Linked DNA regions of Mus musculus: all the other regions are linked to region 6. The links are chromatin contacts, called in public promoter capture Hi-C maps. All regions are on one chromosome and are shown on one strand. The core of a region is the stretch at or near the end of the contact, and the rest is flanking DNA. Distances in the headings are between cores, read along the strand shown.

Region 1 (3,125 bases), core at 306-2,805, 1.6 Mb before region 6:
GCTATAAGTGCACAGATATCCACCAGCCTCTGCCTCCGGAGTGTTGGGGTTAAAGGCATGCACAACCATCATCTGGCTAGTATTTATTACTTTTGTAATCAGGAAACATAAGTGAGGTGGTAAAAATGTAGGCAGCAGTTGGTCATTTTAGGTATACATGAGAAAATAACTGAAAATGAGGTTGCCAAAAGATCCTCTGTGCACATTTGAAATAGTACTGACAGAAAATAATAGGAACTAAAGTAGCATGAACAGATATGTCATGAATGCTTGCCATGGCTCAGGAGTTACAATGGCTTTGGCAGAAAGGCTAATCTGGAGAGGATGAGCACCCTTCTGAGACTAGAACAAACTTTGAAATGGTGTGCTATACATTTTAGGTAAGTGCATCTTTTAATCCAACATCAGAATTCTATTTTGTCTTGACACAGTGTTGTTGCTCTATTGCTTATGCTGACCTTGAACTCACGGCATTAGCCTACTGAGTGATAGGATTACAGGTATGCATTACTATGCTGGGTGAAAAAAAAAGTTTGTTTTTGAGACTATGTAGCCCTGGTTGGCCTTGAATTCACAGAGATCTCTCTGGCATGCTTGTTGAAATTTCAGTTTTTAAAGCAAGCATTTTAAAGTGAAGAGATGAGAAAAAAATGAGTCTCTATAGGATTTCTGTGTGAACCCGTGAACTAGGATTAACTAGTCCCTTTAAGGAGAGTAAAATTGGTGATTGTGACATTCTCAGATTCAGATGATTCATCCTTCTTCCTTGATAATACATGTATAATGGTATTATACATCTCTTAAATTCTGCCTTTAACTTTCTAAGATCAATGGCTTACCCAGAATCTATTGTAATTCTTTACACTCACAGACAATGTAAACTCTTTCCAAATAATACCTTTTCAAAGACAGTTTTGATGGATCTTCTTACTTCGGATTCTATTTTGGACTCATGTCAACTTAAATTTGAGTAACTTTTTTTTTTTGTTTTGTTTTGTTTCTTTTTCGAATTTGCCAACTATCATTGGATAACTTCAATGAGTTCTCCCTTATGTGGGTCGAATCAGGTTATGTCTGGGTAAATAATGTTATGCAAATCAGCAACTATTAGTTTTCATGTTAAGCGATTAAAAAAAAGCTTTCTGAAAATTTGATGACCAGTGCACTGTCTCTTTCCCAAATGGGGAATGTGGGTGGGTTCGTTCCTCAGATTGAAAGGCTGCGTCTTCCGTTCCTTTTGTCTTCTTAGAGGATTAGGACTGTCATGGCGCTTTCAAGAAGAGAGAGAAGGCCTTCCTTTCGTCCGGCAGAATTACTTGGGGGCACCTCGACTGGGAGGAGGATGGACAGAGAGACAAGAAGACAACGCTGGCAGGCAGTCTGCCGGAACCCCGCAAGGGGAGGAGACCCGGCAGTAGACTGCCTTGAGAGCCTCGGTCTGTGGGAACCGCCCCCCGCTGCCCTGTCCAATGGAAACCTGGCGGCGGTGCGGCACCGCCCACTGTTGGTCCGGACGCCGCGAGGGCGGGGCCCGCAGTTCGGTTGCGCTGCGGAGCGCAGCTGTGAGGGAGTCGCTGGGATCCGAGGCCCCGGAACCCGAGCTGGAGCTGAAGCGCAGGCTGCGGGCGCGGAGTCGGGAGGTGAGCTCCGGAGAAAGAGGCCCTGGAGGGAGGGGCTCGCGGAAGGGCGGCAGGATGACCCCGAGCCGCGGGCCGGCAGGACGCGGCCGGCGGGTGCTGTCGGGCGGCCCTGCTTTCTCGGGAGTCAGGCCCGACCTAGCCCGGCCCGTCGCAGCTGAGGGGCCACCTTGGCCCCAGGGCGCCGCCCGCCCTCCTGGTGTCTCCGGCGTGGCCGCGGCGGCCCGGAATTCTGCGGGCGCGGGTCGGGGGGCCCCGGCGTTCTCTTGGAACTCTGGCCGCGAGAGGCGGGGCAGGCGGCGCGGGCGGGGGCGGGGCGGGGGCCCGGGCCCGAGGGCCTGCGGAAGGAAGCGCGGCGTCCGGGCCGGGCCTGCTCGCGGGGCGGCGCGCCGAGCGCGGGGGCGTGGTCTGCGGCCTGACGGCGGGGCAGGGCTGGCCTTTGATGAGGTGGCTGTGGTGCTCGGTCTCCTGGCCGGCCACTGTCTGTCCGCCGCCGCTTCCTTCCAGATACTGGCCGGGCGACCTGTTGGAGTGTTGACAAGCTGAGGGCCTCCTCCCTCCGAGCTTGCATTCTCTCCGACTGAGCAGTTCTGTTGACCTCAGAGGCTTTCTGGGTTTCCTCAGAGCGGCCTGTGGCTGCGAGCTATGCGGGGTGATGTGCAGAGGGCTTTCAACTAATAATGGAAGCCGGGAGAACAACTTTGCGAGATGACAGACAATGCCCTGTAGTGAATGTACTATGCGTCCTCAGGGTAGCTAGAGGCTTCGAGGAGATACCCTCACCGATGCAAATGAGCTTTTCCACAGTGATCCCTGTTAAAACTGCCAGCAGCTCTGAGGCAGAACCCCCAGTGTTGCACACGTTTCTGCATCTCTTGCGGGAGTGCTTGGAGATCTTTAGGCACTGCTCTTATTTTACCTTCTGGGACATGATTGGGAGGGCAATGTGCTTTCTGGATGTTTGTCTCTGATGACAGTTCATCTTTTCTCTAAGTGCCCCGTGGAGGGGCTGCCTGTTTCCTTGGTCCTGTAGTTTTAGATTCCATGGGCTTTGACGTTCCAGAGTATATTCTGTATCTCGCTAGACTTTCACTTATCCGTTCAGATTGGATGCACATTCTGCGAATGTAGCTGAAACAGACTTTATTATTTTCTTAGCTCTTTGATAGGGGACGGAGGAAAAAGTGATCCTTAACTCATCTTTTTTAGTGGTTTATTAAGACATGCACGCAACTAATAGCTGTCTTGGCAGACTGAGGAGGCTTTCAAGGACTTTCCTTAGAAATTAAAGTGGGGAAGTATCCTACCAGATTTCCCCTCCCCCGCCCCCGTCCCGTAGTGTTCTTTGCGTTTACTAGAGCGTTAATACAAGTCCCTCGATTCAGATAAAACTGTATAGGCTGGGGAGAGATGCGTAGAAAGGGTCGCAAGAGAGTTGTATGGCCATTCTGGTGTTGATTGCAGGTCTTAGGTATTCTGAACTGACTC
Region 2 (3,136 bases), core at 84-2,583, 1.5 Mb after region 6:
TCATTCACCTAGCAATTACTGGAGTGCTGCATGCCCAGCCCTGTGCCTGCAAGGGGTTGGGATTATGGTGGAGGCAAGCACTTCTATATCCTGTGCCCTCTAGGATACTAATGACACTTAAAAATTTCAACTCCATGCCAATGTGCCAAGAACAGAAGAAAGCAAAGTGGTTATGGAAGTAGGGAGGCATTCAACTGGACTCCTTAGATGAAATGGAGGGAAGGGGCGGTCCTGACACTGCCCACCTATGGAGTACTGAGGGAGATTTAGCCTGGCATCCTACTACACTTTAATATCAGAGCTATCCAAGACCTGTTTGGGTGAGGGACCTTCATTCTATTGGGAAGTTAGTCATTGAAACGGGGTTCATCACATTGGGCTGCTCAGGTTTGGGGTGAAAAATGGGTCAGAATTGCTGAATTGGGCCAGAATGACTAACTAGGAGGTAATAGGAGATGGTTCAGGAGCGCATGTCTGTATGTCGCAATGCTAATCTCAACAGATAGCACTTGGTTCCACTGATGGAATCAAAAATAGGTATGAACTGCGGGAAACCTTTGGTTTGGGTCCTTGTACCTATAGGCGATAAGCAGGGCGCCAAGGAACAAGGTTTCTAGGTAGTGGTCCAGACTTCTGTCCTGAACTAAAGTCCTCCTGGTATGTGGTGAATGGAAAGTGATGAATAGCATGGGCGATGGCCTGAGGAAGCGCTCCTTTAAGTATGGAGACTTTAAAGAGAAGCGAGGAAGGAGTGAGGCAGGCTCCTGCTTACTGCAGGCCTTGTCAGCGCAGATGCAGTGAATTACCAGTCGGCGGATGCCGGCCCTCTTTCCACTGGCCCTGGCATAGGCCAAGGTCACACAGCGACAGGTGAAAGGGGCACGCTCGAACCTGGACTGGGCCAAAGTCAGCAGGGCCCACTACGAGCAGGGCAAGAGCTTGGGTCTTTGGCAGGAGGCTGTACTAAAGGAACTGAGAGACCGCCAGAGTTGGAACTGCGAGACCCTCTTGGACCCCGCCCGCCTCCAGCTCCGTCCGTGCGCGGACTACAGATTCCACAGGGCCACGCGGCGCCGGACGTCACCCTAGGCACACCCTCTCCCCGCACGACTAACTGCGCGTGGCCCTACGGGAGTCGTGGTCCCGCCCCACACGCCCGGGCGGAGCCGCGGGCGGCTGGAACTACAGCTCCCGGCATGCCTCGCGCGTGGCGTCGGGGGCGGGGTCCCAGGCCAGGGGCGCGCCGCCCGGGAGGGCGGAGTGCGGGGGGCGGCCGCCCGCGCCCCTCCCCCTGCCGCTGCTTCCCCCCTCCCCCGACGTAAACTGGGATCCCTTTCCCCTTGTGTCCGCCATATTGGACTCTTAACTCTGGTCAGCGGCGGCACCGGGCCCGGTGGACTCGCGTCGCTCTCGCCAGCAGCTGCCCCTCAGATCCCGTCCGCCCCGCCCTCCCAGCCCGGGAGGAGACCCCGCGCCGCGCCCCCCGCCCGGCCGGCCGCAGCGCCCGCCGCCGCCTCCGCCTGCCCGCCGCTGCCGCCGCCGCCCGCGGCCCGGCGCCCGCCCGCGCCCCTTCCCCGCCCGCCGTCCTCCGTCCCTCACTCCCGCCATGAGCCCGGCCGACGCTAAGCGCGGAGCCAAGCGCCGGAAGAACAAGCGCGGCGGCGGCGGTGGCTCGGGTGGCGGCGGCTCGGGCGGCAAGGCCGGCTCGGCGGCGGCCCTGCGCGGCCCCCAGGCCCCGGGCCCCGGCGCGGCGGGCCTGCTGGGCGGCGCGGCGGCCCACGGGCCTCTGGGCGCGGGTGCGGGCGGTGCCGCCGGAGGCTACTTCGAGGTAAGCAGCAGGGGTCCGCGGGCGGGAGCGGCCGCCGCCCCCTCACGAGCGGCCGGGCGGGCGCGGCCGGCGGATAACGGGCCGGCGCCTGCCTAGCTGACAGCTCCTCCCGGGCGCGAGCGCGGCGGAGGGAGGGCGGCGCCGGCGGGACCCCCGAGGCACACCGACTGTGGCCTTGAAAAGTGCCCCCTAGAAGTTTCTGGGTACCGCCTGGCGCACCACGGGCGCGGCTGTCTTGCCCTCTGTGCCTGCTGCTGTAAGCTCTCGGGAGCCGCCGGGGTCTCTTTCCTCAGGAGTGTCAGCTGAGGATAGTCGCAAGGGTTGGGGTAACTATTTTTTCAGGTTTACTTACGCAGGCATGCTGTGGATGGACCGCTGTCTCTTTTATTCTGTTTCAGAAGATAGTGCTGGTACGTGGGATGCAGTTGGCATAATCGGTTCTATAGATTGGATTGGCCACCGAATGATTATGGGTTTCTCTCAAGTTGCGTTCTTGTAAGGTTGCTAAAACAAGTTATCTTCTTTTAAAAAGACATCCACAGTGAAGAAACCAAAGCTTTAAGGGGTATTTGTGTGCCAAGTCATGAGGCAGATTTTTTTTTTTTTTAATGAGATTCGGAATATTGTGTTGGCACAGTATGTATTGAGAGCAGTTGAGAAAATTGTTGGGGATGGGCATGGGTTTTGATGCTCATGTTGTTGCAAGAAAGTACAGTAATGGATAAATACTTAAGTTTTCCTTATTTGTTCCCGGTGTTCTCTGCAGTTTTGGTGCAACTTTGGGAGCTTTCTTCGCGGAGTATTGTTACATTTGTTTAGCATCTGGGGTTTGTCCTTGGGTTTGAGTTTCCAGAGTTTGGCCTTTTTCTTGACTCTGGACAGCTCTAGTTTAAAATGAGGTTGTGATTTTTCATTTTGGGACTTTGTGGGTCGCCTTTGCTTTTGCTGGAAGGGGAAGGTGGGAGGTTGGCCTGTTCGAAAGCTTTATAGAAAGGGTAATAGTGGTTGCTGGAGCTGGAAGTGAAGTACATCCATTTCTGTATGTACAGTGAAGACCAGCTGCTAACAAGGAGCCTTACTCCTCATACCTCGTGCTAGGTAGGATTGAGTAATTGCAACATAACATAGAATTACCTGAAATAACTTGCTTTTTGTAGCTCTTCAAACTCAGATTATGCATAATTTTGACAGAATTGTTTGTGTTGAACTATTATGCATCAAGAGTTTGGGCCATCACCCACCATTAAAAACAATCATACACAAAAAAGTTTCATAAAAGGATTCCCAGTCTTTTCTGGTCTTTGCTGT
Region 3 (3,214 bases), core at 369-2,868, 1.7 Mb before region 6:
ATGCATGAATCAGTATATAACTTTTTTCAGTGAGTGACTCAACATACAAAAAAAAAATCCTTTTAAAAATTCACTTCTGAGGGAGGGTGTGGGGGACTTTTGGGATAGCATTGGAAATGTAATTGAGGAAAATACGTAATAAAAAAAATACAAAAAAAAAAAAGAAAAAATTCACTTCTAGTAAAAGGCAGTGGCAGTGAATGGTAGAATTCCTATTTAGGATCTGACAATACAAATTTTAAACAGTAAAGGAAGAAATGTTCAGTAAATTCTAACTAGGATTTTTATATCCCATACTGTCTGATTTCCTTGCTGCTTCAGGTTGCTAACCTGACTACTTTGGCAAAAGAAAAACAATTAGATAATACTTCATCTTAAACACGGACTCACTTCACATACACTGTTTAATACACTGGTTCCCAAAGTATTCCTATCATGCAACTGGTGATTTATCAGATAATTTTACTGGTCCAAAAACAAACATATTATTTGTACAAAAACCTGCAACTCACGTTTTCAGTTGATACTGCTAGAAACTAAAGAGTGTAAATCTGAATAGAACAACTTAAAACTATTAGGAAAAATGGCACTGCAGTTGATAGCGGTAAGCGGTAAAAGGTAACGTAAGCAAAGGTTAATTTGAATTTATGTAACAATCAATGTACCTCCAAGGGCAAAAAGACCTGGTTATGTCCTAAACCTGCCCAGAAAAGTGAATTACCTCCTGTGGGGGTGAAGTCGCCATCTCTGTCTTGTCCAAAAGACGGCAAACTTGCCGCGGGATAAAAGGACCAGTATAAGGAAACATAACTGGCCCTTGGCTGCGCCAATGGGGTTGCAGCGCGCGGGGCACAACCCCCGGGGTTAGAGCCACTTGGAGGAAAAGGCTGAGACACAGTAAGAGGGAATGAGCACAAGAGGACTGACTGCAATCAGACAGAGACACCACCACCTGCCATTCCCCAATCCTGGCCGTGGGGGCAGCTTTCGAGCCCCAGGCGAGCCCTGATTTCCCTAAGCCTTAAGATAACTGCAGGTTCACCCAAGTCCGAAGGCCCAACGTAACGAGTTCAACGTAAGCAGTGCAGAAACCTGAGTCCAGTTTACCGCGCTACATACACCGAATTGGGGAAGAAGGTAAGACCGGCTGGCAGAGATGGGGGATGCTCAGTGGCCCCAGTGGGGACGGAGGAGAGAGCTCGACGGTTCTCGGGAGAAGCGCAAAGGCTAGGAGGCGCGCTGTCTTGCGCGGGAGTAAGACGGGAATCGGGAATCGGTTCCCATTGCCTTAGCGCTACGGCAAAAGAATGGGAGGAGTAATTTTGGGTCCCCCGCACACCCCGTTGCGGTACACTCACCCGCGCCAAAGTCCTTCCGGAAGTCCAAGTTCGAAGATGGCGCCGCCTGTCGGGTCGCGGTTTTATGACGAAATCTTGATCGGCTCTTCCTTGCCCCGCCCCCGAGACAAGGTAAACGCAAGCTTGGTCTGGAACGCGTTTCCTGCCGAGCTTTCTTTTAAACTCTGTGTTCCATAATGCAGCGCGGCGCGGCACTGAGCCCTCCGACGCCCGCGAGCTGGAGCGTGGCTTCCGCGGCCCTAGGACACTGCAGGGCCTTCTGGGAATTTCAGCGACCGGAAGGGGAGGTCGGCGCCTGCGCGGCACCGCAGCTCCACCAGCAGCCTTGTGGAAAAGCATTGAAGAGGAAAGTGTCGCGCTTCTGCTGTCGCCGAGCGTTCCGACCTGCCTTTCCACCCAGGTTGCTGGCTTTGTGGAGAAAAGAGCCTGACCACACCTGATTCTTAACTACAGTCCCGAGCTTCGACGGACTAGGAGACAATCCCTCGCCCCCAGAGATCTCCTGATTTTCTGCTGCCAGTGAATGAGCCAAGACAGGAAGAAAATAAAGAGGAGGGCTTGGAAAGAGGCCAAGGGAAGAAAAGAGCGGGGGGAGCCTAGCCTGGGTGGGTAGGCTGCGCTTTTAAAGAGAGCATCAACCCAGGCCTCACGCCACTCCCTCACTGGGAAGTGGCCTCCGAGCAACAAGGTTTTCAGCCTTTTAAAACCATGTAGCTTTCACAGATCTGCCTTTACCCAGGAGGAGGGCGAATTAAAATGAACCGGAAGAGGTGAAATATGGCAGCTTTCCCCTTTCTAAATAGTCTTGTTCAATTATTCCCTTGGTTAAATCTTTACAAAGAGTAATGGTGCACGCTTATAATCCCAGCACTCCGGAGATGGAGTCAGGAGGATTAGCAGTTCAACGTGATCCATGACTACTTGGAAATTGGAAATCAGCCTGTACTATATTAGACCATGTCTCAGAAAAATGAGAAAGGGAGAAAACAATGGGGCACGTCAACTCCCAGACTAGGTACTCAAGGCTGAAGCAGGAAGATCTCTTGAGCTCAGGAATTCAGGTTCTACCAGGGTAATCCTGTATCCTACCAATTAAAAAAGGAAAAAGGGATTTAGCCAAAATCTGAAAGGAAAGAAAGAGAACACCCAGTTCTCCGACATCCTCTTATGCTCAAATGACAGCATTTTGAATGGCTGTCTTCCTCTTTTAGATAATAGCTCCTAAACATTTTATAGGGAGTAACAGATTTAGTGCTTTGATGAACAACATCTCTTAAAATCCTGCCTCTGGTTAAGTTCTCTTTGGTTTTATCACACAAAAAAATTTTTTTAAAATAACTTTGATTTTGGAAAAAGATTCTCAAAGTTTAAGATACAACAAGTGAAAGCTCTTTTCTTTCTTTTTTAAGATTTATTATTATATCTAAGTACACTGTAGCTGACTTCAGACTCACCAGAATCATTACGGATGGTTGTGAGCCACCACGTGGTTGCTGGGAATTGATCTCAGGACCTTCAGAAGAGCAGTCAGTGCTCTTAAATGCTGAGCCATCTCTCCAGCCTGAAGGCTCTTTTTTAAGCTTAACTAACCCTGCACGCAGTTGATCTGTTTCTCATTGTTGGTCCAGCGTATGTATTTATACTGAAATTCCCTTTTATGGAATACCATAGTTGGTCTGGAGCGCATCACGGCTCCGCATCAGCCTAAGTGCTCTCATTACAAGCACAAACCTCCATGTCTATCAATTCTTGTGTGCGTGTGAGAGAGAAACTATGCTCACATTCATGTGGGTGCTTTTCGAGGCCAGAAGAGGATGTTAGGTCACTTGGTGCTGGAAGCCATCTAACATGGGTCC
Region 4 (3,077 bases), core at 466-2,965, 1.7 Mb before region 6:
AGTAGCCGTGGGGGCAGCGGGGGCCCCCCACCCGGCCCTCCTGCCCCACAACACGGCCCCTCACCTGTCGGCCCCCCACACAGCTGACAGGCTGGGCCTGGCCTCTCACCCCTGGCCTCCCCTGGACCCCTGGCTGGTTCCTCAACTTCACTCTCCGCACTTAGTGCGCGGCCGCCCCCAGACTCGTCGTCACTCAGCCCATAGGGAAGTCCAGGTCTGGCCCCCTGAGAGTCTCCTGGTGAAACGTAAGGGAAAAAAAACAACCGGTCAACATGGCTCAAGACTGAGTTCCAAACTCTCACTTCTCACATGTAGCCCCACTTACCCTGCCTCATCCTTGATTTGGTCCTACCTCTGAGCCTAATTACTAACACCAGGGTTGACATGTCATTTTTAACAAATGGAAAATATCATGAGCTTGAAGTAGGGTGCAGGCTGACGTGAAGCAACGTTAATTCTTGAGACAAGAAAAAAATATAAAGATCCCAAGATCTTTTTTGTAAGCTCTGGTTTAGTAAGGCTCCTTTTTATATAAGGCTGGTTATGAAATGAAAGCCTTCTCAAGCAGGCACAATTTAGAGGAAGTGGAAACAATGTAGTGCAAATTACACAGAAAGGGCAGATTCGTTTATATGGTTTTTCTCTGACTTTAAAAAATACCCCAAAAATAAATGAGAGACTTAAGGATAGAAACTGAAACCTCAGTACAAAAAGGATCTGCTGCTACTGGTCAAAAAGGAGTTTTAAGAGTAGCTTATTTACATAATTCCCTTGCATGAACCTCTTGAGGTGCGCATAAGAACTGGGGCTACCCACCCCTGTATTCACACCACCTTTAGCCCGAACCCGAACTTCACCTCAGCAAAATGATGCTGCTGAGGGACCTTTAGGGAGTTCTAGGTTGTAGAAAGTGGTGTTCGGGTCGCTGGCACCGCCTTCTAAAGGGCTTGAGTTACCAATTGCCACTAATCCTAAACCACGACCCTTAAACACACCTTCAGAGTCTCTCTCAAAGCCCATGAGCTGGTCGTTGTGGCCGTCACCTTCATCCTCTTCCTCTTCCTCTTCAAACTCCAGATCTTGGCCTAGTAGCAAATCGCTCTCCAACACCAGGGCCCCAGGACCTTCGTCGAAGGAATCTTCAGTATCCACTAAAGAGGGGAGGGTGCTTGTGGAATCTCCCTCCCAAGCAGTACCCATAATCCGAACCAAGGAGCCAGCTGTTGTGAACTGCACTTCCCGTACTCGATGACCCTCAGGTTCCTTTAATACTCTGGTAAGGAGCGAAGATCCCAGATCATCCGCCCCTAACCCTCAGGAGTCCCCCTCCACCCTGACCTGAGCCCACTCTACTGACCCCACCCCTGTTCCTCCCGGCTCAAGGCCCCTGACCCCTGACCTTTGACCCCCTCGCATTTCACGGGCTGTGGATGGCTTTGCTTCCTTCGGGGCATCGTGACCGGCTCCAGCCCGACGCGCCTCCGGCCCGAGGCCTCCCGGCCCCGCCCCTCCCAGTTCGGCCCTGCCGTCGGTCCTTGCTCTTAGGATCCACGAACCGCCCCCATACACCGGTGCGGGCCCTGGGCAGCCCCTGGCCCCGGCCCCGGAATCCAGCTCAGGTCGCTCCCGCCGCCGCCGCCGCTTCCATTCATGGAGCCCCCTACCCCCCTCCGAAGACCAGCTGGTACCTCCGTACCCGCTTCCGCTTCCGCCACCGCAGAGCAACACGGGATGCGTAGTTCATGGGCTGTACAACCGGAGCGCAGTCGCAGCATGACCAGGAAGTGATTGTGATGCGCTGCTAGCCAACCAATCAGAAGCTGGACGCGTAACCCAACCAGCCAACCAGGAAGGTGGTACCCTGCCCCCTCCATATACGAACTAGGAAGTCGTGCCTGAAGGCGAACAGCGCAGGATGGCCTCCAGCGGGCTGCTTACTCAGGAGTTAAGACTCCCAGCTCCTGCTCCACATTCACTGCCCCCTCTCCAGAGGCTCGGGACACACACAAGCATGCAGCAACAGCCGCCCACCACATATGGGGCCAGGGTAGGAGAGTAAAGCAGGACACTATGAGCACGATTAGCTTTTGTTTGGCCTTTAGTCTGAAAAAGTGTTGCTTGAAAGTGTACAACAGAGAGCGGGTGCAAGCGGCTAGGGGTCACAGAGCCGCCAATAAAAAAGAATGTCCTTAAATAAAGTGTTCACAGAGTAAAAATCAGAACTACCAGTCCTTCCCTCCAACACAACAGAGCACAGGCACAGAACCGATAGTCGATGAGCCCAAGGAGAGTAAGGAGGCTTAAGAGGACAGCAGAGCCTCCCAGGCTGCCGCGTGGGGGGGGTGGGGGGCCCTCTTTGTAATGGGCTGAGGAAAGCCACCCAGCCCCCTGCACACCTCATACCCACTGCTAAGGCTAAAGGACAAGGACAAAACTCAGTCTCGGGTCCAAGGGCTCAGAAAACAGTCCACATGGGCAGGGTCCGGTTGACCACTAGTCCCTCTTGGCCTTCTTTTTGTCACTGTTGCCGGTGTCTTCAGCCCCCTCCGTGGACAGTGCCTCCTCCAGTTTCCTCTTGCCACTCTCTGCCTGAAGCTCTACTGTGTTTCGGGGCTTGAAGCAAATGATGATGCACGTCATGTTGTCACACCCTGTACCATCCCCAGAAGTGTCTGGCGCCAGGCACTGATCCAGCAGCTACAAAAAGGTTAAGGCAGTTTAGCCATGGGGTTTGAACCAAAGTACCACAAGAAGGCTTGTCCTTGCTAATACAAGAAGGCAGGACAGAAGGAATGGGCAAGTTATCACAAAGAAGAAACCTGTGAATTTCTGAGGCCCAAGGCTACATCAGGGAAATGAGGAAAGAGCCACCTTTTTAATCAAAGTCATCTAGTGTGTACAGTGATTCTACTCCCAGCCTCTGCTCACATCTCAAGAGATGTGTCTGTGTAAACCAGGCGCCTGCCTCCCAACTTTAGACTCACCTCTTCCACAATGGATGACAATAACCGAAGCTCCCCGTTTTCATCACGTTGACTGATCTTTGATTGAATAAAGTCTACAACCTCCTGGCTGCT
Region 5 (3,088 bases), core at 386-2,885, 1.6 Mb before region 6:
AGGCATGTAACAGCACAATCAGGTAAGGGAGTCTGTCTGTCTGTCTGTCTGTGTGTGTCGGGAGGATGTTGCTATATGGGCCTGTCTATGTGTGCATGTAGAGACCAGAGGTCAAGTGTTTTCACAGTCATTCTCCATCTTACTTTTTGAAAGACAGAGTCTCTCATTGCACTGAAAGCTCGTAATTCCAGTTCTAGGACTAGAACTCTAGGGACCACCTGTCTACCTTCGAAACACTGAGATTACAGGTGCACCTGGCTCTGAAGAGGATGCTGGAGATCTGAACTCAGTTTCCCACGCTGGTGATGAGTCATTTCCCCCATAGCCAACCTTCTTATCTGTGTTGTGTTAGCCTGTCCTTTCACTTTGGAATGCCTTTCTCTCTTGTCAATCATCCTTCTTATGGCTTTCCAGTTTTCTTATGCTCTTTAAAACTTTTTCCTTACATTTTGAGTGGGGTGGGACAACTTGCACAAGCTGGCTCTTTCCTTCCACTGTGTGGGTCACAGGGCTCAAACTCAGGAGGTCAGGCTTAGTGGCAAGTACCTTAGCCAGTGAGCCAGCTCACAGGCCTTTCCTCTTCCTCTTCCTCTCCCCTCCCCCCTCTCTCTCTCCTACCCTCCCCTTCCCTTCCCTCCTCTCTCCCTTTTCCCCTTCCCCCTCCCCTTTTCTCCCCTCCCCTTTCCTTCCCTTCTCTCCCTTCCCCTACCCCCTCTCCTAAGAGTCTCAAGTAGCCCAGGCTGGCCTTGAACTCTCCACGTAGCTAAGAATGGCCTTGCATTCCTGATCCTCCTACCTCCACAATTGCTGAGATTACTAGCCTGGGCTACCAAGGCTTATAAGATTCTGTTCTGTGTAGAACTTTATTTAACATTCTCCTAAGTCGCTTACAGTTGCTCTCCCTGCGCCTTTTCTTTACCAGATGAAGAAGCTAGTGATAGAATGATTGCGTATGGTGATGGTTAAAGCCAGAAATACCATTTGGTCAAGTCAGTGTTGGAGCTAAGCTAAGACAGAGACTCTGTCCTCTTCACGCCCAAACCAAACATAATCTTCGTTTATGTCTCTGGGCTCCTCCTCCAGCGCCCACCCAGCCTCTTCTGCTTCTGAGGAGACACACTTTCACAATCCAAAAGAGGGTTCAGCTTCTGCTCTACCTTTTTTTAGGGTTTATATCTAAAGTGCTCATTTCATCCTGTGTAGACTTATGAAGGTTGACTATATATGCGCCTCTCCTTCCAAAAAGAGCCTTGACGCGTAATGCGGGTGATCCCGGAGAGCCTAAGCTTGGGGCCTGGCACTCAACTGATGTAATGTCATGCAAAGAAAGCTTAGAGTCGTTAGTGATGCATGTCGCCTGCTGAAAGAGCTTTCACGGTCTTCTGAACAAAGTAGACGCTCAAAAAGTATGAACTTATGTTCCCTTACTTTTTTTTTTTTTTTTTTTTTTGAACGCCTGGTGGCCTGGGAATGGAAGAGGCATGCGATTCCTCACCTGAGGGCTCAGCAGGGTCCTCAGGTGCTTCAACTGCATGACGTACACCGGTCTCGGATGCTCACTGACCGAGACAACTCCCGTGGTTACCTGGACAACCCGCCAAGCATCGGCGGCGCTAACCGCTGACGCACAGGCAACGTGAGTGCGACATACGTCATAAGGTCACGTAGTGGGTTCGCGACGGAGCGAACAGGACGTGCGCAAGCGCAGTGAGTCCTAAGGCGGGCCCATAAGAGGGGTTGTGGAATTCTCTCCGCGACCAATCCTGTGGCTGCATGCAAACCTAACGCAAACCTCCGCCCACAAGTCTTCGGTCCTCTCCGGATTCTACGTCACCATATCCTTACGTTTTCTTATTGTCCTACCCGGCCAGATGTGCTTTAGTTGCTTAAACTCTGGAGGAGAGCAAGGCAGGTGCTACGAGAGGCAAAAGACAATTCGCGGAGCTGAAATCTTCACGTCATCCCAAAACTTAGGTGACTTGCGGGAGGCCACTCAATACTGACAGATAACAGTGAAAGCTCAAGGATATACTTGGCACTGTGTTTGAATTCAGCAGCGGTACAGACCCATTTTACCCAACAGGAGGCAGATTAAAGGAGTTACTCGCCAAAGTTAAAACAGCTTGTAAAGGGTGGAACCGGCATTTAACCCACAGCTAATAACCTTTTAATTCCCGTAAGAAGGCTCAACTCTCCTCAACTCATTGTCTCCATGCCCAACTTCTCTACTCTGAAACACAGTCTCAGGAAATTATCCAGGATATGGTGGATATATTGGAAGCACTGGCTAGGGAAAGAAAAGGCACCCTGTTTGGTCATTGAGTTCAAGGCAGATTCCTGAAACCCAGATGTCTCTATGGGACAGTGCAGGAGGCAGACCAGAGCTTGGTTCCCCTCCTAGTTTAGAGCTGCATGACACCTGTGGTTGTGATTAGTTAAGCAAAAAAAGATACCATCTTCTTTGGGATCCTTTCAATAATTTTTGTTCTTGTTTCTCCCAAAAGATCAAGAGACAGAATGAAATGCAGAAACGTTAGTCATAGGCCTTCTCTAAATGACCCAAGGTGGGCAAGCCCTATCCCCCCCTAAAAGCATAGCATATGCCCCCCAGGCAAATGCTGGGCCCAAAGCCTTGAGCGCACTGCAGTTGCCAATGGTAACGAGTATTTCTCTTCCTGCCACCACATCCCTCTAGAAAATTAAGAATCAGAAGGGGACAGATTCCCTTTTTTCACAGGTAACAAATAGGTCCCAGAACTCAAATTATACTTTTTTTGATAGGGGCATCCAAACCCCTCAGCTTTATTTCTAGAATCCTCTGGATATGTTAGAGTATAAATATAAACTCATTTATGGATTACAATTATTATTAACTTTGAATGAACAAAGACATAGATGAAAAAGAAAACAAAGACGAGGCACTGGTGTGCCCGGGGTGAGAACACATGGCACCAAGGGCACATTAGTGGTGGCTGCTCTCCTGTCAGCTCCTAAGACAGCTCAGCCCTTCTGACCATTTCCCCAAAGTGAGTGCTGGAGTCAAAAGTGCAGGGAAGGGATTGGTTATATAGCGCAACAGTAGAATATT
Region 6 (3,181 bases), core at 158-2,657:
GAAGGAACACGGTTAGGGTGTGTTTCCTGAAAGTTGCTTTTGCTAACAGGGTGGAGGGTGTAGCTGACTGAACTAGCAAGTGGGTCTCATAGCACTCACAGGACAGATTCCCCTGTGTATAGATAGCATCTTGCTATTTGTCTCTGCTCTTTAAGTCATTTAGGATGTGGTGCAGACTCTGAGATCCTCCAATGGACAAGAGAATCTACCTTTCCCACCTCCATTTTTTGAGACATGAGGAATAATTCATCTTTAGATAAGGAGGTTTTTGGCTTTGTTTGTTTGTTTTGGCCTACAAGGTGGGAACAGGTCAGGCCTTCTAGCAGGTTCTTCTTCCCATGAATCCTTACTCTGTAATGAGGCTAACACACAACTTACAGTTTTGTTTTGTTTTTGTTTTTTTGGTTTTTTTTTTTTTTTTTTTTTTTTTTGGTTTTCTGAGATAGGGTTTCTCTGTGTAGCCCTGGCTGTTCTGGAACTCACTTTGTAGACCAGGCTGTCCTCGAACTCAGAAATCCGCCTGCCTCTGCCTCCTGAGTGCTGGGATTAAAGGCGTGTGCCACCACGCAATTTACTCTGGTTGGATGATTTATGCCCCATCTAAGGAAACTACTGGGCCTTCTGCCATGCGAGCCTATTGTAGATTTAACCCATTGTACTCGGGCATTCAATGTTTTGAATATTTTTTTTAATCAAACAAACTTTAAGTTTACTGTACACTTGTTTTGACTTATGTACATTAGGTTTAATTTTGACAACAAAAGAGTATATAATGGGTAATGTAAATTGGTTTCTCCTTCCAAGCTTGTCTCTGTACATGTTACATTTGTACTTATCATTAACTTGTACTTCTTAATTATATTTAACAGTTTTCAATAAGTTAGTAACTCGCTCATGAATTATACACACCCCCGTTTTCTTGCTACATAGCCCAAGAACTCTAGGGAATGTTCAGCACTCTTGTCTCTACAGAACCTGGATTAGGAGGGGGAGCCACCACCCGCAGAGACTTTTGCACTTCTCAATAGCCCTCTGGACCAGGTTTAGTTATTAACTTCGTCAAACACATGGAAACAGCTCCGCGAGGTAAGAGTCGACTCTCTCGAGTTTCTCCTATTACGAAATCACTTCGCTCTTCTGAAACGAAGGTCTTGGCTGTGGCTCTATTTTCAAATTTTCCATGCAAAGCGGGCAGCCCTGTAGACGGTGGCGGGAAACGCCAACGGGAACTCGGTTTGAAGTCGGACTCAACGCCACGCCCCCAGCCTCCCCCCCGCCCCGCCCCCCCCACCTCCCCGCAGCCCCGGAGGAGGAAGTGGCGCGGCCACCGAGACGAGGCGGAGGCTGGGCTAGAGCGGCCAAGCCGGCTGAGCAGGGACTGGCGAGGGGCGGGGACTCGGGGCGGAGCCTCGGGAGCGGCGCGGGCTCAGGTGAGCGCTCTTCGGTGGTGCTGTCTGTCTGGTTCCTAGAGCCCTGGTGCGGAAGCTGCGCGAACTGTGGGGGCTCAGGTGGGATATCCTGAGGAGGTCCTGGGGAGATCTGTCCGGAATCTGGCCTCGGGCCGGGCCTGAGGCGCGCAGGGGCTCTGGAAGTGGGGGGGTTGGGGGGGGGAGTCGAGCGCCAACCTCGGGCTGAGACTTGAGGGGCTTGAAGGAAGGGTCCCTGAGCCAGGTTCGAGGCCCGACTCTTCTTGCAGTTCCCCGTGTGACCTTGGACCAGTCTTTCTCTCACCAAGCTTCCCGGACCGCAGCGGTGAAATGGAGGCAGGACGGTCCGCTGAGAGTTGGTACCAGTAGAGGGGTCGGCAAGGAAACCGCAGCCTTCCTCAGTTCTCTTTTCCCCAGGACATTGTTAGTGGACCGCGAGTCATGGGAGTGCATAACAGTTCGAGTGACCTTGGGCGAATCCCTTGTTTTGACGTTCCTCTACTTATGTGATGGACTAACCTCTTCGAATATCCCTGTACTATTTTGGTGTTCCTGATGCAGACAAAAACAAGGTAGTGCCCCTCTCACCACAAGCCTCCCTTTTAGGTATGCGGTAGAGAAAATAGCTTTAGAGGATGGACGAGATCTGAGCCCAAGTTCCCTTTAATTTTTAAAGCACACTTCTATTTGTTTGTCTCTCTTGGTAATTGGAGGAGCGATATAATGCAAGGGTTGGCACGCCTTTCAGCCGAACAACCACCAGTACCTTCAAGGTCTAAAATTAAAGAGCAAATTTAGGAAGCCTGACATCCTCGATGTTTTTATTTGTGTTTCAGTAGCAGGAAAGCAAGATGACTTCCCTGCTCCAAGATTGGAACAGCTGAAGAAATCACAAGACAAAATGAGAACCACAAAGGTCTACAAACTTGTCATCCACAAGAAGGGCTTTGGGGGCAGTGGTCAGTATTGATTGATATTTGGGGATTGTGTAAGTTGGCTGAAGTTATGATGTGCCTTAAAAATTACCCATATCACAAGGGAGACTGGACAGGTAAGAGTGGAGCAGTATCAGAGATCAGGGATGGTTGGAAATGAGAGCACAGGATCTTTTTGAAAAGCATTCTTCACATTCAGAGTTTGTTGGGTTGTATTTTGAATCCAGGTTTTACCATGTTTCCAAGGCTCATTTAGAACTCATTGTGTAGCCCAAGCTGGCTTTGAACCCATTATCCTCCTGCCTGTGTATCTGGAAATACTCTACCACACCTGAGTTAATTTTCCTCCTGCTTTTGTTTGTTTTGTTTTTGTTTTTCTTCTGTGTAGTGAGTGCTTGGCCACAAGTTTACTAGAAAAGGACTCTATGGACTGCATCCAAGTCCTTCCTCCTGGTTTTTTTTTTTTTTTTTTTTTTTTAATGTTCTTTACTTCAGAAATCAGAATTACTGACAAAGTGAGCTGGTTTGGTTTGGTTTTTGAGACAGAGTCTTAGAGCTCATACTGGCTTTGAACTCAGTATGCACTGGAGGCTGATCTTGAGTTACTGCCCTTCCTTCCGTCCTTCATACCCAAGTGTTGGGATTTCAGGCATGTGCTCCCACGTTGTTCTCCGTGGATCTGGATAAAGAACCCATGCTTTGTGCCTATGAGCAAGCACACTATCAAGGAGCAATCACTTCAGACCTCAATGAGTCCTTTTAAACTTTACATTTCATTTTTTGGATGGGCTCTTACTCTATAGCCTTTATAGGTTTGCA
Region 7 (2,868 bases), core at 214-2,713, 1.7 Mb after region 6:
GTTGCTTGAATGAGAATGCCCCCACAGGTTCATATATTTGCATTTTTTCATCATCAGATAGTAGCACAATTTGAGAAGGAATAGGACATGTGGCCTTGTTGGAGGAACTGTGTCACTAGGGATGGGCTTTGAGGTTTCAAAAGCCCGCACCAGGCCTAGTGGACGTCTCTCTGCCAGTGGATCAGGATGTAGCTCTCAGCTACTTCTCCAGCACCAAGCTTGCCTGCAAGCTACCATACTCCCCACCATGATGATAATGGACTGACCCTCTGAAACTGTAAGCCAGCCCTCAATTAAATACTTTCTTTTATAAGAGTTGCCTTAGTCATGGTATCTCTTTAACGCAAATAAGGCAGTGATTAAAACAGCTACACACCCCTTTGGGACTAATATAATAATATTACTAATAATATGAGTACATATTGGAGAAGCTTACTACCAACAGAACCACGTGTTCGAGGCTACCTCAGAACATTATGCCCCACAAGATCCCTGCACTCCAGGATCCCTCACATTCCGCAGAACCCTGTCCCCCACAAAACTTCATGAGTAAGTTTCCCACAGCAGTACCCCTCAAAGTCGAGAGACCCAGGGGGTCTGTCCCAAATTAACCTCTATTACAAGTCCCTCAGAAGTGCTCATAACCTCAGCAGGACGTCAGGACTTGGTACTCCTCAAACAGTCACACCCCTACCACCCTGTTGCTCACCAGAACCCCGAGCCCCAGAGACTCCTGCTCACCTCTGGCATATCCCCTGAGCCTACGAATGAATCCCGAACTGCTCAATACCCTGAACTACCCAGACTCTTACCTTCAGACCCTAATCCAACAGGATTACCTGCGCCTCTGATCCCCACGCCCTTCAGACCCTGAAACCTCAGGACCCACTAGTCTCAGGATCTCGTATCCCTCATAACCCAGCTCCTTTCAAACCCCAGCGCACCCCTAAACCACTATGCTCAGACCTCGAGCTCTTCAGACCCGCACCTCGAGCTTCATATCCTCGCGACCCTCAAGACCTCGCGCATCTCTGGACTCCACGTCACTCGCTCCAACAAGTTCCCCAGGCCGCCTTGCGCAGCAGCTCCCGCCCGCCCCGCACCTGCCGCAGCTGGGTCTCCGAAGCGCCTTCCTCCTGTCGTCGCAGCTGCTCACGGAAGCGCTCCACCTGATCCAGAAGTGCGTCCACGAGTGACGGCGCCGTGTGCCCTTCCAGAGCCGCGAGGCGGGTGCGGAGGCTCGCGATGAGGGCGTCACGCGCGGCCAGCTGATCCTTCAGGCGCTGTAGTTGCTGGCCGGCCTCGTGGTACAGGCCACAGAGCGCTGCGGCCGCACGCGGGGCCCCGTCCTGTCTACCAGACCTTGGGTCCCCAGACGACATGGCTGTAGGCCTTCCGTGGGGACTTGGGCGTCTCCAACTTCTCCACACAGGGGGAGCGAAAACCAGCCTTCCCGGAACGTTTCCCGCCCCGCCCACTCCCAGAGCCTAATCCGCCCCCGCCCACAGCTGGCTCCGCCTCGTCCATGGCCCGGAGTCTGACTCCGCCCCGCCTACAGCTGGCTCCGCCTCTCCCACTGCCGGGAGTCTGACTCCGTCCCCTCCCACAGCTGGTCCCTCCTACTCTATGATCTCACTTTCTCTTGACACACCAGCTCCATTCTAGGTGCTGTCTGCTCTATTCCCTGCGTCTGAGGAATTTTCCTGGAGTCAGACCCCATCTGCGACCAGGGTTTGGGGTTAGGTATCCTCTGGTACAGCAGCTGAAGAAAAGCAAATAAATCAAAGGACTTCAAACATGGGACGTAGAGTGTGGTCAGGTTTCATTGGCTGGGCTCCTTCCTCTTCCGGGACTTGACATGCGTTTCTTCATAGAGGGACACTGACCCAGAAAGGTGTTCCCATCCAGAGTACATGATGGAGCCCAGAGCCAGCCACCAAACCCCAGCATGCCCCTAAATTCGCGTTAGGATGGCCTTAGCGCTAGAAGCTGTTCTAGCAGAAGACAAGAGGGTGCCCACCCTTTCCTTCCCACAGTTTCCATATGAACACTGTTTTTCCACTGGGAAGTCTCTCCTCCGTGAGAATCTTTCAATGGCTCATTGCTAAGATCTCATGGAGGTCCCCTCCCTATGTGAGGATGTGTGTCTCCTTTTCTGCTCAGTCTTCTACTCTCAATACCCTGTCTGCTCACAGGCAAGCTCTGGTTGAGCCTGCAGGAACACACTCACTTGCAAGTATAAAACTATAAGCAAAGCCAGACCTCGCCAAGAATGTATGGGATGGATACTGGGAGTCACAGACCTGGCTCACTTATGTTCAGTTCCTTCTTAGCCCTTCCAGCCCAAAACTTCTGCTCAGAAAAGATGGGTCACAGTTGCTTCCTTCCCTACCTGGTAGGGGTGTTGTGGAACTAGAGAATGAGTGCGTATTTCTTTTCTATTAGTGTGACAAAATGCCAGGACCAAGGCAGCGTATAGAAGAAGCATTACTTGGGATAAAGGGTCAGATGTTTAAAGCTGATAGCTCACATCTTGATTACAAATCAGGAAGCAGAGGGCAAGCTGAAACCTCAGAATCTCTCTGCCCATAATGGCACAGCTCTTCCAACAGGCCATACTTTGAAATCCTTTCTAACCTTACATGAGTCACCAACTGGGGACCAAGTATCCAAACATGAGTCTATGGGAGCTGTTCTCATCCAAACTTCCATGATTAAATGATTGTCCAGCACAGTCATTGCTATGGTCATGCAGGGTCATCTTGATTGACTGAGGCAGTTGTGGGATGAAGGGGAAGTGGGTGTGGGAGTGGATATCACACAGAAGAACCCTGGCCCAGAGCTGATATGTGGCTTTAACTCTTCACT

What was found. Promoter capture Hi-C pulls out the DNA fragments that hold promoters and counts their contacts.
Region 1: a contact with region 6 is called in a promoter capture Hi-C map of pre-B cells, with 2.9 times the contacts expected there. The contact joins the promoter of Nrbp1 here to the promoter of Depdc5 in region 6. A contact is called at or near these places in 9 of 39 promoter capture datasets (3T3-L1-derived adipocytes, the C10 cell line, cranial neural crest and 6 more), 1 of 484 Hi-C or Micro-C datasets (muscle stem cells), 3 of 115 datasets of contacts at active chromatin or transcription factors (astrocytes, pancreatic cancer cells and stem cell-derived neural progenitor cells) and 1 of 9 other capture datasets (liver).
Region 2: a promoter capture Hi-C map of liver shows a contact between it and region 6, with 4 times the contacts expected there. The contact joins the promoter of Fam193a here to the promoter of Depdc5 in region 6. A contact is called at or near these places in 3 of 39 promoter capture datasets (liver and pre-B cells).
Region 3: a contact with region 6 is called in a promoter capture Hi-C map of pre-B cells, with 5 times the contacts expected there. The contact joins the promoter of Gtf3c2 here to the promoter of Depdc5 in region 6. A contact is called at or near these places in 12 of 39 promoter capture datasets (3T3-L1-derived adipocytes, the C10 cell line, the HPC-7 cell line and 7 more), 1 of 484 Hi-C or Micro-C datasets (CD4 T cells), 4 of 115 datasets of contacts at active chromatin or transcription factors (astrocytes, cardiomyocytes, embryonic forebrain and 1 more) and 4 of 9 other capture datasets (adipose tissue, embryonic stem cells, liver and 1 more).
Region 4: a promoter capture Hi-C map of pre-B cells shows a contact between it and region 6, with 4 times the contacts expected there. The contact joins the promoter of Zfp513 here to the promoter of Depdc5 in region 6. A contact is called at or near these places in 11 of 39 promoter capture datasets (3T3-L1-derived adipocytes, embryonic stem cells, frontonasal cranial neural crest and 6 more), 2 of 115 datasets of contacts at active chromatin or transcription factors (astrocytes and embryonic stem cells) and 4 of 9 other capture datasets (adipose tissue, embryonic stem cells, liver and 1 more).
Region 5: a contact with region 6 is called in a promoter capture Hi-C map of liver, with 6 times the contacts expected there. The contact joins the promoter of Ift172 here to the promoter of Depdc5 in region 6. A contact is called at or near these places in 5 of 39 promoter capture datasets (the C10 cell line, hippocampal neurons, liver and 1 more), 2 of 115 datasets of contacts at active chromatin or transcription factors (astrocytes and embryonic forebrain) and 2 of 9 other capture datasets (adipose tissue and liver).
Region 7: a promoter capture Hi-C map of liver shows a contact between it and region 6, with 5 times the contacts expected there. The contact joins the promoter of Tnip2 here to the promoter of Depdc5 in region 6. A contact is called at or near these places in 4 of 39 promoter capture datasets (liver, neutrophils and pre-B cells) and 1 of 484 Hi-C or Micro-C datasets (B cells).

The regions. Positions count from the first base shown.
Region 1 is chr5:31,239,363-31,242,487 of GRCm38.p6, forward strand. It overlaps Nrbp1 (nuclear receptor binding protein 1), which reads left to right and starts at 1,556. Exons shown (of 18, transcript NM_147201.2): 1 at 1,556-1,640.
Region 2 is chr5:34,368,600-34,371,735 of GRCm38.p6, forward strand. It overlaps Fam193a (family with sequence homology 193, member A), which reads left to right and starts at 1,334. Exons shown (of 21, transcript NM_001243123.1): 1 at 1,334-1,828. The coding sequence starts at 1,607.
Region 3 is chr5:31,178,526-31,181,739 of GRCm38.p6, forward strand. Gtf3c2 (general transcription factor IIIC, polypeptide 2, beta) reads right to left here and starts at 1,619. Exons shown (of 19, transcript NM_027901.2): 1 at 1,359-1,619.
Region 4 is chr5:31,200,588-31,203,664 of GRCm38.p6, forward strand. It overlaps Zfp513 (zinc finger protein 513), which reads right to left and starts at 1,716. Exons shown (of 4, transcript NM_175311.4): 1 at 1,400-1,716; 2 at 996-1,151; 3 at 1-235. The coding sequence starts at 1,454. Ppm1g (protein phosphatase 1G (formerly 2C), magnesium-dependent, gamma isoform) reads right to left here. Exons shown (of 10, transcript NM_008014.3): 9 at 2,985-3,077; 10 at 2,081-2,697. The coding sequence ends at 2,494.
Region 5 is chr5:31,289,479-31,292,566 of GRCm38.p6, forward strand. It overlaps Ift172 (intraflagellar transport 172), which reads right to left and starts at 1,636. Exons shown (of 48, transcript NM_026298.5): 1 at 1,496-1,636. The coding sequence starts at 1,534. It overlaps Fndc4 (fibronectin type III domain containing 4), which reads right to left. Exons shown (of 7, transcript NM_022424.6): 7 at 2,764-3,088.
Region 6 is chr5:32,862,314-32,865,494 of GRCm38.p6, forward strand. It overlaps Depdc5 (DEP domain containing 5), which reads left to right and starts at 1,408. Exons shown (of 43, transcript NM_001170567.1): 1 at 1,408-1,508; 2 at 2,264-2,386. The coding sequence starts at 2,329.
Region 7 is chr5:34,512,516-34,515,383 of GRCm38.p6, forward strand. It overlaps Tnip2 (TNFAIP3 interacting protein 2), which reads right to left and starts at 1,464. Exons shown (of 6, transcript NM_139064.2): 1 at 1,104-1,464. The coding sequence starts at 1,382.